Regions from separate parts of the Mus musculus genome. Here region 1 is linked to region 2. The links are chromatin contacts, called in public HiChIP or PLAC-seq maps. All regions are on one chromosome and are shown on one strand. Each heading gives the region's core, a stretch centred on a gene start, on an enhancer-like site or on the middle of the called end of the contact. The rest is flanking DNA. Distances are from core to core; before and after follow the strand shown. Region 1 overlaps Tnip1 (TNFAIP3 interacting protein 1). Region 2 holds the start of Atox1 (antioxidant 1 copper chaperone).

Region 1 (6,569 bases), core at 2,759-5,258, 530 kb before region 2:
GGCTGGGGTAAACCTGTAATGTCTTCCCACAGGTCTCAGTCCAGAGAGGGACTTCCAAAGATCCCAGGAAGAGCGAGCAGGGAATGATGGTGACCACCAGGGGGCAGGAGAATCCTGAGCCAGCTCCTACACAAATGTCAGCAGTTGTCTCCAGGGGAAGGCAGCTTTCAATGCTGTCTACACCCCCACCCTCAAGATAAACACGGTGCAAGGGAGAAAATACCAGAAGCCAAGGAGAAGAGCCATGAGATCTGCTGTCAGAACAGAGCTCTCAGATGTGGCTTCATCCCAGGAACCAGTGTGTTACATTATTCTCCTGCCCTATCCCTCTGCCAGTCTCCAGTGGCCTGGACTTACCGCAGCCTCTCAGCAGCCAGATCCCGCTGTTCCAGGCCCTTGTCCAGCTTGGCCTTCAGGGCTTCATTCTCCTGGCGCAGCTGCTCACATAAGGTCTGTGGGGTAGATGAGCAGACAGTGGTAAGGATTAGAAGGGGTACATCCCAAGGCATGCTGACAAGGGGGCTCGAGCTACAGCCACTAGGTCCATCCCCCAGGCTTTTCTTCCATGGGAACCAGTGGTAAGGATGCCTGATGGAGACTCAGAGCTGGGTCCTGGTCCTCTCAATGACAATCCCCTCCTCTTCCCTTAACAGTCATCCCTGCCTAGACTCTTCCTCCTTGGCAGCCCTCCGAGGCTCACATCTCATCTCTTTCCCTAACCAAGGTAGATGTCCTACATTCACTGCTACATAGAGTATGAGGAGAATTGTGTCATGTCACACAGGGAGATTCCAAAACTGCTGGCTTCCTTTCTGACTAGCTTGGGTGGATGGAAGGACAGCCTTGCATTGGAGTTGTTGAACTCTGGGTTGAAGGCTGAGAAAGTCGAAAAATTGTTATTGTTTTTCAATGCCCAGTGGATGGCCCTGTGCCACATTTGATCTCAAAAAAAATATTTAATTTTTTTTCTTTTTTAGGTGAGGTCTTACCCTGTACCCCAGTTGGGCCTGAAACTTCCTATATCCCTCGGCACTGAATGCCCAGCAACCCTCTTGCCTCGGCCTCCTAAGTGCTGGGACTACAGGTATGAGTCTGCAATGTTTGTTGGGTGAATCAAGAAACATATCAGAGATGCAATGAGGAGGAATGGGATCCAGCTTCCTCTACCCAGAGGCTGAGAAACAGAGAGCGGCTGTGGCCCTGGGCAGGGACACCAGGGAACAGACTGTCCTGCTCCTGCCCTAAGGGAAGGCCACAGTGACAGTTCACTTGTTAAGACTATTCTTGGGACCTCTAGGTAAACGCCCTGGGTACAAACCAGATGCTGGACAAGCTCAGCAGCAGCCAAAGATCACCACCTACTCTATCAGAGAGTCTAAGAGCACACCTGTGAGCCCACTGGAAACATTGGTTTGTTTTTATTTTATGTATAATGTTTTTCCTGCACCATGCGTGCAGTGTCCACAGAGGCCAGAAGAGGGCATCAGATCCCCTGGAACTGTAGTTAGAGAAGGTTGTGAGATGGATGCTGTGTGGGCATTAGGCACCAAACCCCCACCCTCTGCAAAAGCAGCCAGTCATCTCTCCAACTTTGTCTTTCTGTTGTTATTGTTTTACTTTGTTTTCAAGACAGGGCTCCTCTGTGCATCTCTGGCTGTCCTGGAACTCACTTCATAGACCAGGCTGGCCTCCAGATCTATCAGCCTCTATCTCCTAAATACTGGGACCACAGGCATGAGTCCACTGTCTGGCTTCGTGTTGGTCTTTGAGATGGAGTCTAGCTACACAGTCCAAGGTGGCCTTGAACTTGAAATCCCCTAGAGCAGGCATTATGGGTAGAGCCTCCACTCCTGGCATGCTCACTCATTCTCTCACCAACTATGTATGAAGTGCCAGGCACTGGAGCAAAATGGTGGGTACGGTTTCCCTGTGAAGACAGCACTTAGTAGCAAGACAAACTAAGCAAACAAACTACCACTACCCAATAAAACAGAATTGTCGTGAACTGTTAAGAACCAAGAAAGGAATAAACAGGAGACTGATGTAAGAGACTGGGGACATCAGGGAACAAAGATCTATCTGCACGTGAGTGCCAAAAGGTGGGTGCTCAGAGTGATCCCAGCCCTGGTACCATGTCAGGTATTCTCTCTCAGGGCTCAGAGTGGGAACTCCAAAGCCTTAGTGGCCTCTCAAAGAGGTCCCCTCCCTGGACCTGGCTCTGTAGGCTCTCTACCACATACTGCCTCTCCAGTCTCCAGTGAGAGGATGCTCTGTGTACTCCTGGTCATACGGGCAGAGCAGAACTCACCCGCTCAAGGTTACACGGGGTGGATTCCCTCCTTTCATCAAGGTCTACTGGCACAACTGAGACCGCAGACCGACTGGCACAGAAGGAGAAGGGCCTACCCAGAAGCAGGGAGCCTTAATGTGAGAGCTCTACCCAGAAGGAAGGGGTACTCAAATCCTGAGCAGGGCCTCAGGCAGCCTCATGTTCATCATCTTTGAAATGGTTACCAATTAATGTAAGCGGATCATACTTAACTGCAAAGCCCTCGAAGTTAAGATGGCCTGCCCTGAGTAGATAAGCATCATCAAACGAAGCTAACAGTCACCCATCTCCCAGCACTGGGTTCTAGATTACACAAAGGCCTCCTTTGACGCAGTGTCCCAGGAGGGGGACACTGGTAGTTCCAATCCTTACAGGACAGGAGATTGGTGACTTGTTCAGGACCATACAGTAATGAGGATCAACCATTCTCCCAGCACAGGGAGCCTTCTAAGAGGGATTTGAAAAAGGAGGCAGGGAGGGAGAGAGCGTGGCTAAGGGTCTGAGATTTTTTTTTTTAAAAAGATTTATTTATTTATCATACGTAAGTACACTGTAGCTGTCTTCAGACACTCCAGAAGAGGGCATCAGATTTCGTTAAGGATGGTTGTGAGCCACCATGTGGTTGCTGGGATTTGAACTCAGGACCTTTGGAAGAGCAGTCGGCGCTCTTAACCACTGAGCCATCTCGCCAGCCCCTGAGATTTTAAATATGACAAATTAAAGCTGGGTGAAGTGGCTCATGTCTAGAATCCCTGCACTTAGGAGGCTGAGGCAGGAAGATGCTGTGAGTCTGAGGTTGGGCTGGGATATGAGTGAGACTATCTCAAAACACTTCCTGCTGGGGACAGAGCATACAAAGAGCTGCAGTGACAGCAAAGCAAGCCACAGGGGGTGCCCAGGTAGCAGAGGCAGGCAGAACTCTGATTCAAGGCCAGTCTAGTCTACATGGTAAATTCCAGGCTAGCTGGGGATACAAAGTGAGACTCGGGTCTTTAAAAAAAAAAGAAAACAAACAAGAACAAAGCAGGCCACACTCAGCCCGCCAGGCCTCACTCCCCAGGACACTCACTGTGAATCTGCAAGACCTGCCTCCCATTTCCTCATTTCCTTCTTTTTCTTCCCATAAATTCCTTACTGCAGTCACCACTGTGAACAAAAAGCTCCAAACAGGCCTAAAATCCAGCCTTCCGAAGTCCCCATAGCTAACCCCTACAGTGGGCAGGAGGCGCAGGGAGATTCTTGCTGGCCTCACCTGCAGGATGGAGGTGCGCTGCTCATTTTTATGCACTTTGGAGGCCAACCTGTTGAACTCGAGGGCCATGCGGCCCAGGTGGGTGAAGAGCTGGCTGTGGTCTGGCTCCTCTGCACACACGCTAAGGGTGGTCTCCAGGCGCTGCAGGTGGAGCTTCAGGTTGCTGTCCTCTGGGGGTGGGGGCCCCAGGTCCTGTGGGAGCAAGAGCATGATCTTCACCAAGCCTAAGGCGGCAATGCCGGCCGATTCTTCTATTGCTTCCCCATTCTTCATGACTCAGTTTCCCCTGTGGCCTCTGTTCAGCCCAGGGAAAATTTCCAGTTACACAGGTTCCCTATCTGGAGCTGACTCACAGGGCAGGACCTAGGACTTCCAGGCCACTGGCTGGCCTAACACCACCAAGGCCATCTTCCTCCTACGCTGAGTCTTACTGAGTGCCCGAGAGTAGTCAGTTCGCCCTCCCCCAGGCTGGGCATCCTTCAGCAGTATGTGTATGTATATCACTTCCGTCCTTCATTGCACAGCAAAACTGACAGGAGGGAAGGCAGAGAGGGTGTCTCTAACTGTAATGCACTGCTTCCTGAGCTCAGGGAGGCTCTCCTTAGGGGGCTGTGCCTGGGAGAGGACCAAACACCATGTTTCTAAGAATCACAGCTCTAATACTGCAGAGAACCCCAACCTAGTAAACGAAGAGAGAACAGCCTGGGCAGAGTAGTTCAGTACTGCTCTCTCCATTCCCTCTAGAACACTGCTACTGAAGCCACAGCCCTGGTCATACCCACAGCAGTCCTAAGGATCTCAGTGGGACCTTTCAATCCTGGCTCATAGACAGGCGTTAACTAGGCCTCCCAACCTTCTCCTGCCCAAGGCCCCCTGCAAGACCCCAGGGTTCTGTGGACCTCATTTCTATATATCCTGATCTACCCCAAATGTTCACACTCTTCATCACCTCCGGATCCCCTCCTCTAAAATAGTTCACAGACTCACCCAGCAGTTCCCCCCACCCACCCACCCACTTCCTACCCCCAACCACAACCCCCAAGTTCAGGCAAGGAATCACCCAGCAGATTCCTCCCAAACCCCAATACTTCAGGGAATCAGAGAGCAGAGCCACAGGGAGCTACGGTTCCCTCAGGCTGAGACAATGATGTATCCTGACAGAGAACTTGCTCATAGCAGCCCAGTCAGTACATGGCAGAGTGGCAGAGCCAGGCCTACAACTGGGATTTTCTCACTGTAACCCAGGGCTCTAGGACCTGCTAGTGAGCTCTGGGCAACTGAATGCTCGGCCTGTGTCCTATCAGCATCACATTCTAATTAAAAAAAAAAGCAGAATCAGTCTCCAATTGCACGTCCCTTTCCTACCACAAAGGACTAGGAGTGGCCAGGGCTGATCTCTGGAGGTGTATCAAGTGCTCAGGTTTCTCCAAGTAGCCTACAAGCTTCCAGCAGGAGTTGGTGTACTCCTGAGCTGGCGTAGACAGACTTTAATGGAAAAGGTAAGTTATCAGCCCATGACTGCGCGCTGAAACCTTTCTGAGCGAGGGAACCTCGCCTGCTCTCAGTCATGTCTCAGTCCTCAGGGACAGAACAGGACGAGATGCATATGGTCCCAGGAGACAAAACACAGAGCATCCTGACAGGGCGATCCTCTCAGCACTGAAGGTTAAATGCTGGTGTGAGATGGGGTGGTGTTTGCAGGTGAAGGGGAGGCCAAGTAGAGCTGGCATAGCAACAGTTTAATGGTCTATAGTGGGGCATGCTTCATGGTATGGACTTAGGAGAAGAGGCAAGAGGTTTGCCTCACACGAAAACAAAGCAAAACAGAACAGAATAAAGCAAACATTAAATAGGAGGGAGGGATGAGGAAAAGACAGGACTTTAAGGTCTCTGACAAATCTTGAAGATCTTTCACAGCAGCTCTCCAAGTCTGGCATTTTAAGAAAGAACAGAAGGACTGCACGGCTGGACTAAGGTTAAACACTGCAAGGTAGGAATGTGGATTTGAGCAGCCCCTCCGAAGCTGGAGAAACGCGTGCACCCCACTTGTGAACACAAAGTGTAACCTCCGGGCCATCTGCCCCTGGGAGGAGCCAAGGACAAGCACAAAAGGGTAAATCACTCCCACCCCTCCCATCAGCACCAGGCCGACCCTTTCCACACCTACAGACCCAAGAGGCTGAGTCACTGTAACTGACAGAAAGGTGATTGGTCCAGAGGCCAGTGGGGCTGGCAAGTGGCCCAGGCTTTCACAACAGTGGGGTGCCTGTGTGCCCCAAGCTGGGGAAGTCACCAGCGGGGGATTTGCATATGAGAGTAAGAAGCACCCCATGCTATAGCCCCTCTGTGTCCCCCATGTAACTACAGGGGACCCAAGGGATCTGAGTGTCGTGTCACGAAAGGGCAGGTGACAGACAGAGAGGAAAGAAAAGGATGTGCTGGAGGTGGGGGCGGGGATGCCTGTCTGCTCACCATCATGTTCGTAGGGTGGCTGCCAGTTTCGGGTGAATTCTGCTCCTCAGTAGGGACCACTTCAAAGTCCGAGGAGGCGCCCTAGGTAGAAGGAAGTTAGTAGCTGCCCATGATAAACGGACCCTGCCCCCAAGGAAGACAGAAGGGCAAACAGTGCAGAGTTCCTAGAGGCAATAGTCACACACTATTCATGAGATCACCCAAGAACCACAGGACTGCCATCACCCTCCTTGTGATCTGAGGTCATACCCCTCCATGGCCATTATTTATCAGTGAAACAGGGGTGTGGGTCGAGCCAACCTTGAAACAGTATTATTTATTTGCTCTCTCTCTCTCTCTCTCTCTCTCTCTCTCTGTGTGTGTGTGTGTGTGTGTGTGTGTGTGTGTGTGTGTGTGTGTGTGTGTGTGTGTTGGAACGGATGAGGAAACCAAGTTCACAGAGTCAACACACAAGCCAAGACTCTGCACAAGCTGGCAGATCCTGCCAAAGCAACCAAGCTATCTCCTGGGCTCAGG
Region 2 (6,985 bases), core at 2,309-4,808:
ATATAGACATGGGCCCTCTGTAGTTCCTTTGTGAAGATTAGGAATCAGCAGTTAAGAACTCATACTGTCCTTCCAAAGGACCCAAGTTTGGATCCCAGTGTCCCCATTAGCAGGCTCACAACAGCCTGTAACTATAACTCCAGGGGGATCTGATGCCTTTTTATGGACCCCACAGGCACCCACACTCATACCCACATACCCACACATTGACACAGGTATATGCATATAATTAAAAAAATAAAAAAACTGGGGGGGTGTGGGCTCATGTCTTTAATCCATGCACGCTGGAGGCAGTGGCAGGCAGATCTCCAAGTTTGAGGCCAGTCCAGTCTACAGAGTGAGTTCCAGGATACACAGGAAAACCCTGTCTCAGAAGCAAAGCAAAAAATAAAAAAATAGGGCTAGACTGATGGCTCAGTAGTTAAGACTGCTTGTACTCTTCCAGAGACCTGAGTTTCCCGAACCATGTTGGATGTTACAGTTACCACTGTAATTCCCACTCTCAGGGAATCTGAAGCCCTCTCTTATGGTCTCTGTACACAAGTGGCATGCGCGCGCGCACACACACACACACACACACACACACACACACACAAATAAAATTAAAGCTACAAGATAGTACGTAGCAAGTAAATTACAATTATTCACTTATTTGCATGTGGGAGTGTGTGCCAGGGATGTCAGAGGCCATCAACCTGACCCATCCTGCAACCCTCATGTTCCCTTTTCTGCAGTATTTTTCTAGCTTGAAAAGAGAAGCATTCATTTCCTTCTGCTCAGGATTCACTAAGGTGATGAGGTCATGGGTGTGAAGGCCCTAGGGGAGAGAGGCTTTCTTTGCTCCAGGCAAATCTTAGCATAGCTCCACAAGCTACTCTCAGAAGAAGCTCTGAAATGGAGTTTCAGAGGATAATTTTTTGCTGCTCAAGGAGCTAAAGTCAACAGTTATCTGAGCTCCAAACTGAGGACCACGGCAGGAAAGGACTTCTTTCACAGCACAGAGGTCAGAGGTCAGGGGTCCGCTCCAGGAGGCCGATGTTCCAGCTCAGAGCTCCCTACCTCTGCCTACACATTGTGCAACTAAACATGATGACACAGAGTTGGCTTAAGGGACAGGGTGATCCAGTCTTCACAAGGGTATTCCCTAAACTGCTCCACCTTCTGGGTGTCTCGCCAGGGCCACTAGACCCCAGGATCCTTTCTTTAGGTCTTGGGTTTGAGGCTCAGTGACAGAGCACATACATTGTATACACAGGCCCTGGATTCAACACCTAGCACCACAAAACAAAACCATAAGCCAGGTGTGGCAGCTCACTTCTGCAAACCCAACCCTTGAGAAGCTAAGGCAGAAAGATTGCTATGAGTTTAAGAGTCATCCTGGGCTAGGTATTCACTTACAGCCAACCTGGGCTATGGTGATGTTTGGTAACGATAATAACAAAATGAATCCTCATAAGTATAATATATATTGTTATACTACATATTGTTGTATTACTATATTATATATATTAATTACTTCAGAAAGCCAGTAAGTGGTATGATTCTTTTATAGACACTAGAACTGGAAGAGTGAGAATAGAGGGGGAGTAGGAGGGGGAGGAGAAAGAGGAAGAGGAGGACACTATTCCTCTAGAGGACGCTGAGTCTTTGAACACTGGTGTCTTAGAGTCCTGTTTACTAGTATCTGCACATCTCTGATGTGCCCGACTCTCTCACACCTTGTTACACTGTCTCCTTTATGTCTCCTTTAATCGCTACAATGATTCAAAAAGCCAGGAAACTCTACCTTGTGAGAGATCAGAAGGCTGAAGCTCCGGGGTTAAATACTGACCCCAGGAGACACAGCTCATGAGTAGGAAGGCCTAGGCTGGAGAGAGGACACAAGACTTGAACTTTTAACCAGTGAGACCCATGTTAAATTGGAGTGGAAGCCTGCCTACCCAGTTCTACCCCACTCGACCTACATCAACATAAGAGTCACTACTCCTTGGGGACAGATGGGTCACTAGCTGTGTTAAATATGATGATATAACTCCAGTTAATACCAACCTCAGTCCTGAAAGGTCTGTTTTCAGTCCTGATTTTACAGATGAGGAGACAAAGGCTCAGAGAGGCAGAACAACTTGCCTGAGGCTGCCCAGCTGGCAAGCCAAGGGCAAACTTTCAGGTTTCTGGGTTAAGCTTTGGTCTGCAAACTATCTTGGGTAAGACTTACTTCCCTGGCTAGATTGGAGGTAGCACTTGACCAATACCTCCCTGCACTTAGCAATTTGTCTTGATAAGGTGCCTGTTCATCTCCCATTAAATCCTGTGTCCCCAGAGGCAGACACAGAACAGAGAGGCCCTCAAGCTATTTTTTTCCTTCACTGCTGCCCTCTGAAGAGCAGCCGGGCAGCCTCCACTCTGGAATCCTGAGGTCACCAAGGAGTCTGTCACATGGACTAGCTTGACTGGCAGGATGGACTTTACCAAGTTTTTTTTTTTTTTTTGGTCTGTGCTTTGTGCAGACAGGGTCTGAAGACAATGGGCAGGAACCACAAGAATGACACCTGAGAGGTTTAAGGATTTGTACCAGGAAGAAGCCTCAGGTTCATTCCCAGAAGATAAGCTGCTAAAACACAGAATACTCCTGGGAGACCTCTGGGTTGAGAGGCACTGGGAGGAAAATGCTCTCCACTCCACAACTCTAGACCAGCATCTCCGGAACTCAGTTGAGATTAGAGCTTGCCCCCAAACAAGTACAACTGGTTTTGCCCAGCACTTCCCAGGTGGTCTGGCTCCATCTTGTATCCTACCTACCTAGCTAGCTCCCAACAATAAACGCTTTCCAGCAAGCACTGGGGTTTTTCTTCTCTTCTTGTGTAATGTGCCAAGGCCTCATGTAAGGCCTTCATTTTAAATTAAGCAATGAGACTAGAAGCCGCCATGCAAAGGAGTGGGGTGATTTCAAAGGCAAGATAAGCGCTGCTCTCGGCTCCTTAAACTCTGCTCTGAGCTTTGGGATTCCTGGTTGGGGAAGAAAGTACCCTGTCGGCCCAGTGCTGAAGTGGAAGCAGGGCAGTGTGGGCAGGAGAGATGAACAGAGACATGCTTCTCTGGAAAGCCTGCAGGCGGCAGGGTATGCATGTGGAAAGGCCAGGTACCCGCATTCCTATATGGGTTCTCTGCCCTACCTCCCTGCCTCAGTTTCCCCATTATGCAGAAAAGGATGGGGCTGCCTCTCGAAGACTCTCTAGGGCGATCCGGAGGCCTGTGTTCTGCACTACACTGCTCTCTGCAGCTTTCCGGAGGGTCCCGAAGCCGGAGGACCGTGCGGAAGGTAAACTGAGAAACGACTGCAGCTCTGGCCACGGCCTGCGCCCTGACAGCAGCGTCGGGCTCGGAAACAGTGCATCCGGGCTGGAGACAGAAGTTCCCGCGGGTCGAACGGCCACTTACCGGCATGACTGACGCGGCACACACGGGCAGTGGCAGCGGCGACGACGACTGGAACTCCTCTCCCGGACACCAAAGCTGCGCTTCCGGAGAGCGCTCCTGAAAGCCCCGCCCTCAGGCCAACCCATCCTTCGGCCAGGCCCCGCCCTAGGGCTGGGCTCCACTTATGCCCCGCCTCTTCCGGGGCTAGCTTCGTCAAGGCCCGGCCCTTTGAGGAAGGATCTGCTAAATTCCCTGTCCCTTCCGGTCCAGTTAGAGCTAGGTTCCTCCCTTGGGCTGGCCTCCTCTTGCTTACCGTGCCTTTCGATATGAATATTTCACTAGGTCCCGCCTCTCTTTTGGGTTAGGTCACGCCCCTCCGGACGCGGAAAGGCCAGGCTTTTTTGAGGTCAAGCTAAGGCTATCTTGTGGAGGCCAGACCTGCGTTTTCTGCTGGGTCATTTCTGAAACAGGGCTAGGGAATGCAAGGCCAAGGCTCTGGGAATAAAAGATCTGGCATCTCCCTAAAGGGACCATCTCTCTTGCTTACCACTCAACTCAGTCCCTAAACTACAGTGGCCTGACCTAGGGCGCCAGGCCTGTTGACCCGGATACTAACGTGGCTGAGGCAGAAGATTTCTGGGTTCAAGGCTTACTGCGGCTGCAAAGTTCAAGGGCATCCTGGACTTCTTGAGACCCTTTCCTGAAAAAACATATTAAAAAAGAAATCCAAATTTAAGGCACATAGTAGATAAATTCACAACTGTAATCCCAGTGCTTGAAAAGTTGAGGCAGAGCTGGGCCAGGTGGTGGTCATGCCTTCCTTCAATCCTGGCCCTCTGGAGGCAGAGGCAGGTGGATCTCTTAAGTTCAAAGCCAGCCTGGTCTACAGAGCAAGCTCCAGGGCTATGCAAAAAACAAACAAACAAACAAACAAACAAAACAAAACAAAAAACCCATGAGACTGCGTCCTTCCCACCCAATTATGGCAGCCCCAGTAAACCGAGTTACTGCATGGGTAACTGACACCCATGAAGAAGATTGGCTTCCTCAAGAGTGCCAGAAGGACCAACCGACTGGATCTATCTCCTCTACCAGCCATTTGTGTCCTTGAGCTGGAGGCTGAGAGGAGATCCCTAAACTAAGTAGGCAATCTGCCATTTTGTGTGTCAGGATGGGTTCAGTCTGAAACCATGCTATAATTTGAACATAAAAGTTATAAGAAGTTGGCTAACAGGGGAAAGCCTAAGAATCTAAGACTAGCTGGATGGGGTAAGGGTGGCACACATGTGTCTATAAACAAGCATTCCCGGGGCTGGCGAGATGGCTCAGTAATTAAGAGCGCGCCGACTGCTCTTCCAAAGGTCCCGAGTTCAAATCCCAGCAACCACATGGTGGCTCACGACCATCCGTAACGAAATCTGATGCCCTCTTCTGGGGTGTCTGAGGACAGCTACAGTGTACTTACATATAATAAATAAATAAATCTTAAAAAAAAAAAAAACAAGCATTCCCCCTACACTCCAGAGGCTGAGGCAGGGGATTTATGAATTGGAGGCCAGTCTGAGCCTCATGAGAACCTGTCTTAAATAAAATGAACTAAAATAAAATAAATGTAAGAACATAATAGGCTGGGCGATGGTGGTGCACGCCTTGCTCCCAGCACTCGGGAGGCAGAGGCAAGCGGATTTCTGAGTTTGAGGCCAGCCTGGTCTACAGAGTGAGTTCCAGGACAGCTAGGGCTACACAGAGAAACCCTGTCTCAACCCCCCCAAAACAAAAACAAAAACAAACAAACAACAACAAAAAGAATTGGAAGCAGGGGGATTGCTGAAAGTTCAAAGCCAGTCTACACTACAAAACACCATGTCCCAAGCACTAATAACCCTTCACCCTGATACAAAAGTGTGATGGATGTGAGAAGATTCAACTGTCCAGAAGGTTAAGACATAAGTGTCCGAGAAACAGGTCCCCCTGCAGAACGTTCTGGCTGGGAGGCTTCTGGGAAAGCATCTATATCCCCAAAGGGAACTGATACCACTCTCTGCCTCCTTGCTCCAACTCCACATAACTTCTAGAGAACAAGGACCTTCCGTCTAGCTGTCCATGACAGAAATGTCCCAGAGGCTGATGCAAGAGCCACGGAGCTAGTGCTGAGCACTGATGGCCCCAGACTTATTCTGGGGGAAGGGAAGCCATCTTTATTTCATCTCCTGAAGTCAACTTTCTTTACTTGCCCTTGACATGCCTCACTGAGAGTCCTCACCTGATGATGTACAGCTTGCTTCTGGCCTTAATGCACCTAGTGTTGCGATGTCACCACACACAGTTCCCTAAAATTAAAAATAGAACAAATTGGTATGTGAGGAATTGTCTGCCATTTAAAGTTTTGCTAGATTGATTGACTGCCTCTCAGAACAAGGGAAAAGGTTATTCTATCTATCTATCTATCTATCTATCTATCTATCTATCCATCCATCCATCCATCTTCGACATAGGGTTTCTTTTGTATAACTCTGGCTGTTCTGGAATTCAGTCTTTAGACTAGTCTGCCCTGGGGCTCAGAGATCTGCCTGCCTCTGCCTCCTGGGTGATGGGATTAAAGGCGTGAGCCACCACCTCCACCCATGTAAGGTTTTAATTTTAAATTTAAAAAATATTTTTTCCAGGTTCATAATTTCTTGTACAAATTGAGTTTTACATAGTGGATTCACATCAGCTCCTTCAGGCACGGGACTTAACAGATGAGGTCAGACATTTCCAAGTCCATTTCTCTTGCTTTCACAGCTAGAGTTGTTTTAGGCCTTAACTTGAAGTATAAGACCAACAAAGCAATGCCTCCGTATATGGCCGGGACACAATTTATTCTACCTGTGAGGGTGAAAGAGTTGAAATACTTTTAATACCGGTGAACTGGAATTGGCCATCACTTTCTGGACCAGCCATGACTTTAATCTGCACCCAAATCACAAACTCTGCAGCTGATGTCCTTTGACAAACCCAGCGACCAGCTCGGTGTGACTAGAAGACAAATCTTCCCTGCACGCGACTGACAGGCCACAGGGACTCTTAAAAAATAATTTTTAAAAAATTGTAGGGGCTGGAGAGATGGCTCAGTGGGTAAGAGCACTGGCTGTTCTTCCAGAGGTCCTGAGTTCAAATCCCAGCAACCACATGGTGGCTCACAACCATCCGTAATGGGATCCAATGCCCTCTTCTGGTGTGCCTGAAGACAGCTACAGTGTACTCATATACATAAAATAAATAAACTTTTTAAAAAAGCCATAAAAAATTGTAAATATTATTGTGTGTGTGTTACGCACTGATTAGCCATGGTGGTGTGTGCCTGGAGGTCAGGGGACAGCTTGCATGAGTGGCTTCTCTCCTGTGATGGGTGCCTGGAATCAAACTCTTTAGACTGTGGAAAGAGCTCTTGTTGTCCTGGTTTATTTTACTATTTTTTTTTCTTTTCTTTCACTTAGTTAATTAATTTTTGAGACAAGATCTTACTATGTAGCTCAAGATGGGCTCAAACTCCTAACCCCAGGCCTAAAGTGAAGATACACACCTT

What was found. HiChIP or PLAC-seq counts read pairs in DNA pulled down with a chosen protein or histone mark.
Region 1: an H3K27ac HiChIP or PLAC-seq map of bone marrow-derived dendritic cells shows a contact between it and region 2, with 5 times the contacts expected there. The contact joins the enhancer-like site here to the promoter of Atox1 in region 2. A contact is called at or near these places in 1 of 39 promoter capture datasets (hippocampal neurons), 7 of 484 Hi-C or Micro-C datasets (the N1E-115 cell line, cortical neurons, embryonic stem cells and 1 more) and 3 of 115 datasets of contacts at active chromatin or transcription factors (bone marrow-derived dendritic cells and embryonic stem cells).

The regions. Positions count from the first base shown.
Region 1 is chr11:54,930,408-54,936,976 of GRCm38.p6, forward strand. It overlaps Tnip1 (TNFAIP3 interacting protein 1), which reads right to left. Exons shown (of 19, transcript NM_001199275.2): 6 at 6,054-6,134; 7 at 3,582-3,773; 8 at 358-452. Among named protein-coding and RNA genes, the nearest start is that of Tnip1, 29 kb to the right of the region's middle. Within about 2 kb of position 4,009, at least 43 of the 459 cell types and tissues checked have an H3K27ac peak or open chromatin away from gene starts, as enhancers often do. A contact at or near this core is called in bone marrow-derived dendritic cells and pro-B cells, where this site is marked.
Region 2 is chr11:55,457,650-55,464,634 of GRCm38.p6, forward strand. It overlaps Atox1 (antioxidant 1 copper chaperone), which reads right to left and starts at 3,559. Exons shown (of 4, transcript NM_009720.3): 1 at 3,439-3,559. The coding sequence starts at 3,444. It also overlaps the pseudogene Gm12235.